Linked DNA regions of Sus scrofa: region 1 is linked to region 2. A link is a contact called in public Hi-C data. All regions are on one chromosome and are shown on one strand. Each heading gives the region's core, a stretch centred on a gene start, on an enhancer-like site or on the middle of the called end of the contact. The rest is flanking DNA. Distances are from core to core; before and after follow the strand shown. Region 1 holds the start of KDM5C (lysine demethylase 5C). Region 2 holds the start of TSPYL2 (testis-specific Y-encoded-like protein 2).

Evidence for each region. Hi-C and Micro-C count contacts between places; a contact is called where the count stands out from the background.
Region 1: a contact with region 2 is called in a Hi-C map of skeletal muscle, with 4 times the contacts expected there. The contact joins the promoter of KDM5C here to the promoter of TSPYL2 in region 2. A contact is called at or near these places in 1 of 5 promoter capture datasets (liver), 4 of 47 Hi-C or Micro-C datasets (alveolar macrophages, heart right ventricle, liver and 1 more) and 2 of 2 datasets of contacts at active chromatin or transcription factors (alveolar macrophages and skeletal muscle).

The regions. Positions count from the first base shown.
Region 1 is chrX:46,001,323-46,005,732 of Sscrofa11.1, reverse strand. It overlaps KDM5C (lysine demethylase 5C), which reads left to right and starts at 2,518. Exons shown (of 25, transcript NM_001097433.1): 1 at 2,518-3,189. The coding sequence starts at 3,040.
Region 2 is chrX:45,907,921-45,911,973 of Sscrofa11.1, reverse strand. TSPYL2 (testis-specific Y-encoded-like protein 2) reads right to left here and starts at 2,286. Exons shown (of 7, transcript XM_005673642.3): 1 at 1,324-2,286; 2 at 1-40. The coding sequence starts at 2,127. It overlaps GPR173 (probable G-protein coupled receptor 173), which reads right to left. Exons shown (of 4, transcript XM_021080070.1): 4 at 3,777-4,053.

The sequences.
Region 1 (4,410 bases), core at 1,269-3,768, 94 kb before region 2:
TAGCAGCTGGGCTTTGATGAATGGTAGTTATCATCATCCCTAATCTTCATAACTACCCTGTCAGGAAAGGATTACATAGCCTCATTGGGTAAATGAGAAAAATCAAGGTTCAGGGAGGTGAGGTACTTGGTAGATCTCAGTGGGTGAATGCCAGCTACAGGAAAGCAGGGATCATGTCTGTTTTCATCGCCATTATATTCCCAGGGTCCATCAAATTGCTTGGTGAATAGTAAGAATTTAGTAAATGTTTAAGAATGAATGAATTGGATCTGACTGGCTTTCAAAGACTATACAATTTCTATTTACTCTTCCAGGATGGTGGGAGTGGTATCTGGACTAAGGACCTCAGAAAAGGCTATGGGAAGGCTAAGCTTAGACCCCAAATCTGGGTCCCCTGATGCCTAATTCATGCTCTTTGCCCTTCACTGAGGCCCAACTTCCTTCAGCCTAGGATATGGCATATTCTCTCGCCTTCTTTATTCTCACCTTCTCCTGCCTAGTTCTGTTACTGGTGGGAGCAAATGGTAGGAAGAGCATTTAACCAAGAGTCAGCAACTTCCCATGTAACAGTGGGCAAGTCGTTTAATCTGTCTGGAACTTGATTTCTCATCTATGGAATGGGTAAATTGACCTACATCTTTCCCAAGGCAAGTATTAAGGGAAATAATTGGTATGAAAGAGATATGTGGGCTGTTAGATGCTTACACACTTGAGAGGGTAGTGTTACTGTTATTAGCATCACCTCATCTAGCTTTATTTCCCATCCAGACAGTTGTTCAATTGGGTCATTCATCTGTGTTTCTGGTGGAGAGGGGCTGAGGTTTCCCTGACACCTAGAAGACTAGATAGGAGATGTCACTTCCTATTTGTATTATTTGGGACAAGCTTCCTCATAAGCCAAGTAGGGATAAAGACTCCAAACATTCAAGACAATCTAAGGATTCAGGTGATTAAAAAAAAAAATCTGAAATCATGGGGCACAATGCCTAGCACAAAGGAGATTCTTAATGAGTTTTGACATATTGTTTGTCAACTCTCAGAAATAAAAATAACAGTTTACAGATACTGAGGGCCTTCTCAATGCCAGGTTCTGTATGACAATCCCACAAGGTAGGTGTTATCAGCCCCATACAACATCATTCGGTTTCAGAAGTTGGGACTTACCAAGGTCACATAACTAAAAATGGCAGAGCTGGTGGGACCCCAGGATGTGAGCTCCTACCAATGTTCCCTGCTCCTTCGGAGAGGATACCCTTACCTCAGTCCTGAGTTGGCAATATGATATATACCTAACTGATTAGGAACAGTTAACTAAATGAAGAAATGACTCTCTCCACCTTCTTCAAACATATTCAAGCTTACAGCAGAAGCTTAAATATACATGGGAAATGTTTGAAAAGAATATATAGTATTTTCAATATATACCAAGGCTGCTCAAAAATATATTCATTTTTCTTTTGTTTACTCAACATTAACTTTCTGCTTGCCATGTCAAGTGCTAAGGATGTATAAGGGCACATATTCCCTGCCTTTAAGGAATTCAGTCAGATGGGGAACACAAAATAAGCACTTAATCAGCATGTACACAAGCACTCTAATATGTGCACAGTAGGTGTTCGAGCTGTACACTGTAGGCCCACAACTGATGAATAACTTGATGACCCTCAAATGCAGTAGATGCCTGATGTATGAGCTAAGTACTGGTTTGATACTCAAAGTAGTTAATAATAAACCTACTCAGAAACCGCTCACAAACATGTACACATAGTAGGTACTCAAATTCATGACAGGAACTGTATACAACAAATAAAACCCCCTTGCCAAATATTTGCTAAGTACACTGTAGGCTCCCAAATGGGCAAACACTAAGTGCTTCCCACGGTGGGCACTGGTAGGTGATAAATATACTGTTGCTAAAATTCGATAGTTAAAATATATATAATACTCTCAGACTATTTTGTAGGGGGATATGTCATAAATACGGACACAATAAAAGCGCATACAGAACAGTTGAAAGTGTTCATTAAAATGCTGACAATGACTCTGGGGTTGAGAAATGGAAGCCCCATCTCTGAGAGCCCCATCTACACGCAAACTCGGACAAAATAAATATTTCCTTCCTCTCTTCGGGACCCAGGATTCTAAAAATCCGCAATCCCTGGGAAGGGAGCAGCCTCCCGGCTTTCTTGTTTCAAAGCCCTAGAGCTATCAGCTCCTAAAGCTGGGAGCTCTGTACATTTTTCCCACCCTGCCGACCGGCAGAAAAGGGCCTCTTGCAATCAGGTGCCCGAAGCCGCCCACTGTGGCTCACACCGGAAAGACCCGGGAGAAGGAGAACATGTTGGGGCGGGGCTCGCTCCAGGGCTGAGGTCATCGAGGAGGTGCCAGTTTGGGTCCACCACCCACCAACGCCAGCTCCTCTTCCGGTTTGCTTTTATAACGCGCATGCGCACCACTGGCCTTTAAACGTGCACCGCCGGTCCATCCGGAAAGAGGATCCGGCAGTTATTTACAACTTTGCTCCTCCGCCGCTGAGGCGGACTATTTTCTTTCAGTCTGGGAGTCACTTTTGAGTTCCCGCTTCCTGATAGGGAACCCACGCCTGCCTATTCAGCTCAGTCCCCAGGAGATAAAGGCTTCCTAGGGCTCGGTCTCACGCAAGATAGACGAGGCTCGGAGGGCCATCCCGCGGAGGGATTCGGTTTGTTGTGGTGAGGGGAGGGGGGAGACGCTGACAAACCAAGATGGCGGCGGCGGCGATGAAGGCCCCGGCGGTTGGGAGGTAACTGTGGTGGCGAAGGCAGCGGTAGTTGGGAGGCAGCGGTACAGTTTGGAAGGAACGGAGCAAGACGAAGAGGCAATAGCCGTAGCGTCAGCCTGAGCCTCTGAGAGCGTGGCAGCTACACGCCCCCTGGGCCCTCGGCGGGCGGCGGCCGCCCCGCTTAGGGCCTAGTCTCCGAGCAGTGCCTCGGCTTCATACAGCGGTGTCCGCCATGAGCCCTTAAGGGCGGTCCGAGCCTTCCAGTCCTAAGACCCACCATGGAGCCGGGGTCAGACGACTTCCTACCGCCGCCGGAGTGCCCAGTGTTCGAGCCTAGCTGGGCGGAGTTCCGAGACCCTCTCGGCTACATCGCGAAAATCAGGCCCATCGCCGAGAAGTCGGGCATTTGCAAGATCCGCCCACCCGCGGTAAGGCCCTGGGCTGGTGGTTGCGGGCGGACAGGCCGGGGATGAAGAACTAGGATAGCGGGCGGAGAAGTTTTGGGGCGGAGGGCAGCTTGAAGTGTGAGGAGATAGGGTGGCCGGGACCGTTGTGGATGCGACGCAGGTGGGAGAAAGGGTACTGGGGCCAGGGGTCCTTTCGTGAGCTGAGGGCCCCTAGTCAGAGACCCACACCCCCACTCCCACCTCGCCCTTCAGAATCAGTGAGATTCAAGACAGGGATGCTTAGTGGCCCGGGGAGAGTTCACGGAGAGGCTCCCCGCACATCTCTTGGTTATCCCAAACTGCCTAGGTCAAGGCTGCACTAAATAAGGCTTTTTTCCTATTTACTGGTATCACTTCTCTTAAGGCAGGCAGCGTGGTGTAGTGGGAAGATCACAGCTCTGAGTTCAAAACTCCATTCTGCGGCTTACCAGCTGTGTGACCTTGGACAAGTAACGTAATCTCTCAGAGCCTGTGAAATAGGTCCCGTGAATGCTTATTTCGAGAATTGGATGAAACTAGGTAGCGTCTGTGTGTAATAGGTACTAGATAAGTGGTAATTATTGTGACTGTGAAGGTGTTTGATGTGGTCATTGGTTTGCTCCTATGTGGGTTGACTCATATTTATTCAAACCGTGCCAGGCCATTTCAGTCTATATATGATAATATTCTGGCCTGGTAGACCAGTCAGGAAATCTGTCTCACAGGGAATATTCTGTCTGGCTCCCTTGAGATGGTTCAGGGAATTGTCCCCTTCTTTTCCCAGTTGAAGGTGCTATCTGGGCCCTTCCTGCACATCACTTCTCTAGGCTTGACTTCTATGGAGAGTCTTGGATCAGTCAGCTTGGGGTGGGGTATGATTTCTACTCGGATCTGTCCCAGGATGTAGGAAGTCCCAGAGGATAAGCTATTCTTGGTCTCCCAGAAACAGAATGGACCTATGGAAGTCTGCCTCCTTTAAAACACTTGATTCCTAGAGGTCAGGAACAGAGGGCATATCTTTGCTCCTAGGCCTGGCTTCAGGCCAGGAGGAGTCCCCCAGGGGCTAGGATAGGCTGCCACCTTGCTAGCATGGAGGGCAAAGGATATATGTTGTTCAGTCACCGCTTGGGGTTCCACCGGCAGGAATTGAATTTGTCTGGAACAGGGTGTTTTTGAGTGGGTGTCTCCTGGCTGAAACCGGATGGGAAACCTCACTGCCACCTG
Region 2 (4,053 bases), core at 1,037-3,536:
GTTGGTTGATCAAGATTGAAATTTTGGGGTGGTTGAGGAACTGATGGAGGGAGCAGTTTAGGTCAAGGAGTGACTATTCAATGAGAAGGAGGGAAGGAAGGCCAGGCAGGGCCGGGCAGGGCTGGGCAGGGCAGAACAAAAGAGAGGCTGGAGCAGGAGAATTCCTTCTGTGTTCATGTGATATGTGTGGAGCAATATTCCCACGATATTATGTGGTGAGAATATGTGTTTATAAAATGTCAAACCTGTGTATTAGGTGGTTTTGCCAGTTCATATTTGCCGTGTTTGGGTGCTGATAGTCTATGTCCAAGTGACGTGTCTCCGGGTGCTGAGGGCTCGTGTTCATAAGCCATTGTGTGTCTGGGGGTTGAAGGCCTGTATCCAGATGATGCTGTATCTGGATGCTGAGGGACTGTCGTCACATAATGTAGTATTTTTGGGTGTTATGGGTCTCTGTCCACATGATATTGTGTTTGGGTCTGAGGGTTCGTGTCCAGACCATGCTGTGGTCTGTGTGCTGAGGACCTGTTGCCACATAATACTGTGCCTAGGTGCTGAGAACCTGTGATCATGAGATGCTTTGTATGAGAATGCCAAGGGTCTGTGTCCATGTAATTCTATTAGGATGTTAACCCCCATGTTCTTAACATGTTGCATGTAAGTATGAGTATCCCCCAGGGACATCACCCAGAGATCAGCTTAACAATAGTGAAAAGGATTCTTTTTATTCTTCTCTTTCCTTCATTTAACTCCTTAATCTCCATTCCTAGGTACTCCTTCTCCTGATCTTTCAGGGCTCCAGCCCTTTTCTGGCCCCCTCCTCTCCAGACAGGCTTGGGGTCTCCCTGGCATCTCAGCAGAGACCTAGGCTATCACAGGCATATGTGACTTGGGCACCCCTTCTGGGCCATTTCTGTGTGCTCTTCCCCTCCCTCTTCACTGTCTCCGAGTCAGTTTATTTTTTGTGTGCCCCTCCCCTCCTCCTAGCATCATCTCTGGTCGAATTTTTCTGCTGTGTGGCCCTCTACTATCCTCCCCCTTCCACCGTCCGTGATCCATTTTTTTATGTTATGCTCCTCCTCTCCCCCCTTTCCCATCTGTGGTCCAGTTTTTATGTTGTGTGCCCCCCCTCCCCCTTCACGATCTCCAATCCAGCTTCTCTGATGTTTTGCCACACTCCTTCCATCCCTCCTCCACCAGACCACGTCATTCTTCCAATAGGGGCCCGCCCCCACACCCTTTCACCCATTCTGTCCCTCCCCCCACCCCACCCCCATTTCTGGTCATGGGCTCTTGGCCCATGAGTATAGATGACAAGGATACTGCTTTGACCCAGAAGCCTGGGATATGCTGGATGATGAGATCTCTGCGCTCCAGGAAGGGTCTTCGCATCTGAATGAACTTGCGCTTGAGACGGAGGAAGGCCTTGCCCGCCTTGATATTCACCGCCTCCAGGTCCAGCTGAATATTTTCCAGCGCCTGCAGGATGCACTCTATCTTCTCGGCATTCTTCTCTCTGCTTTCCTTCTTCACCTTCCTGGGCTTCCTCTTCCTCCTCCTCCTCCTCTTCCTCACACTCTCCTTTTCATCCTCGTCGTCGTCTTCCACGATGATGACGGTCTCTTCCCTCCCCCGTGGGCCAGCTAACCTCTGGTACCCCCGCCCCCTTGCGCTACAGGTTTCTAGGGCCTTCTCTCCTGCAAAGCTGCTGGGCTCCGTCACCTGGAAGTCAATCTCCAGGCTTCCCCCAGCAACCTCCGAGGGAGAGAATGTTTCCAGGCTCTCCGTGGGAGGGGGCGCCCCCCCATACCCTGACTCCATCGCGGGCTCCCAGCCGGGACCCCCAGCCCCCAGGGTGAAATACGCGCGAATCCCCCCCTCCTCTAGAATGACATAGGGCGGCGGTGGGGGCAGAGTGGGGCCCAGTCCCACCCCCCTCATGTCAGCCAGCACCTGTGCTGCCTCGGTTTCCTCCCGGAGCCTCGGGCGCTGCTGAGGTGGAGGCAGGGGCAGGCGCAGGAGAGGCGGCGGAGGCGGCGGAGGCGGCGGCTGCAGCTCGTTCTGAGGGGGCTCGGAGCCACTGAGGCGACGGGCCTTGGCTGGAGGCCCCTCATCCGGGCGGTCCATGGTGACCGCGTTCGCAGCCCAGGGGCTCGCGCTCAACCCTTCGCTCTCAGCCCGGCCGCCGCTGCCTGTCACACCTGAAGCAGAGCCGCCGCGCCTCACGCGACCAGCTCTGCTCTCAGCCTCGCTCTGGCGCTCCCTCCCACAGCGCCTGCCCTACTCCCTCCGCGCCAAGCACCAGGCCCCGCCCCCTCGCTGACGCCAGGAGCCGTCCAGGCTCGCCATTGGCTGCCAGCCGCCGCGGCGGCGCTCGCGCTCCCCCGACCCCTGCCGCTCGCACGCAATCTGCTTGCCAACACTGCACCTCATCACTTTCCCATTGGTTCCCCTCGGGCCCGCCAATCAGCGTGCCGACTCCCTCAGTGACCAGAGGGGCAGGGCGGGGTGATTGGCCGCGGAGAGAGCTGAGCAGAAGAAGCCCCTGTCCCTCGCCCTTGCCGACGTTTTATCCAATGGGAAAAGTACCAGTGGTTCTGAAGATCCAAATGCAAAACAAAAAACAAGCGCAGGCCTTGAGCAGGATGTGCTCGGATAGACTCGGAGAGCCTCGCTGTCATTCTCCCCCTCCTCTCCCCTCCCCTCGGTTACTACGAACTTCTTAAATCTGCCCCTTCCCCTCGCCCAGGCTTTTGCTCCTTTGGCGGGGGCGAACTCGGAGGCGATCTTTTGGGGCTTGGGTGGCTCTAAAGGAACCTGGGGTTAAGGAACCTGGGGTCTTTGGTTGGGGGCCAGGTTTTGACGTGGCGTTTTCCATTTCTGCAAGATGGCTCTAGAAATAATAATCGCACCAAAAAAGTAACTTCCTCTGCGTCATGAAAATGATTGTGATTCGGTTTATCTGCTAGATCTTTCTAGGACTTTCCGTTTCTTCACTGACTCCATACTTCTTCCCATCCTTTCCTCTCCATTTCCTCAATGTATGCTGTTTCCGAACTGCATTTTTGATTTTGGGAGGGCCAGCCGGATGGTCTCTCATGAGGCACGGTGGTGGGGTTCTGGCTTTGGTCTGGGATTCGCGTTATGGGTCTGCTCCTCACTTTTTAACCCTGAACAAATCACTGCCTCTCCCTGAGCTTGTTTCTTCTCTTGTAAATTAGGAGTCCCTAAAAAGACATGTAGGCAACTGCCCATTGCAGCCTTGTGGTAGCAGAGAATTGGAGGCAATCTAGAGACCCATCACCCAGGGGAATGGATAAGAAAAAATATGATATATGTATAAGATGGACTAGAATGAATTAGATCTACATAGGGCAACATGGCTGGATCTCTCAAAAACAGAATGTTGAGTGAAAAAAGAAACAGAACAAGATTTATAGTACAACACTGTTTATGTAAATTAAAACACACAATACCATACATTTTTCACAGATACACATATATGTAAATAAACATATGAACGATGGACTGGAAGGACATACAGTAAATACACAAGAGTGAGTGCCTATGTGGGAGGGGGGATGGAATCAGGGATGGGTAGTGAAGAGGACAAAAGAAAACAAAACAAAAAAACATAAGGGCCTCACTTGGACCAACGATGATACAGCGTGCCAAGAACTGAGGAGTATGGTCAACTCAATTCTGTGCACCTGAGAGAATAAATAAATAAATGGTAAAGTAATTGAGTGACCAAGGAACAGGCTGGCTGGGTAGACTTATAGGCTTGGTTTTTTTTGTTTTTTTTTTTTCCCTGTGACCTCCCTCCCTTTGAATTTAGTCAAAGCTTACCCCAAACCCCAGCTGTACACATTGGATCCTTTGGAAGGGCTCCAATCCCAGACGGGGCAGTCCCTCCAGAAGCCATTACTTTGCATGTGGGGGGGGCATTTCCTAACCCCAACAGTTCCCCCCAAGTTTGATCCCCAATTCCCGTCCCTATTCTCCATGGTGGTCCAGTTTCAGGAACACATTATCTGGGTTTTAGAGAGGAGA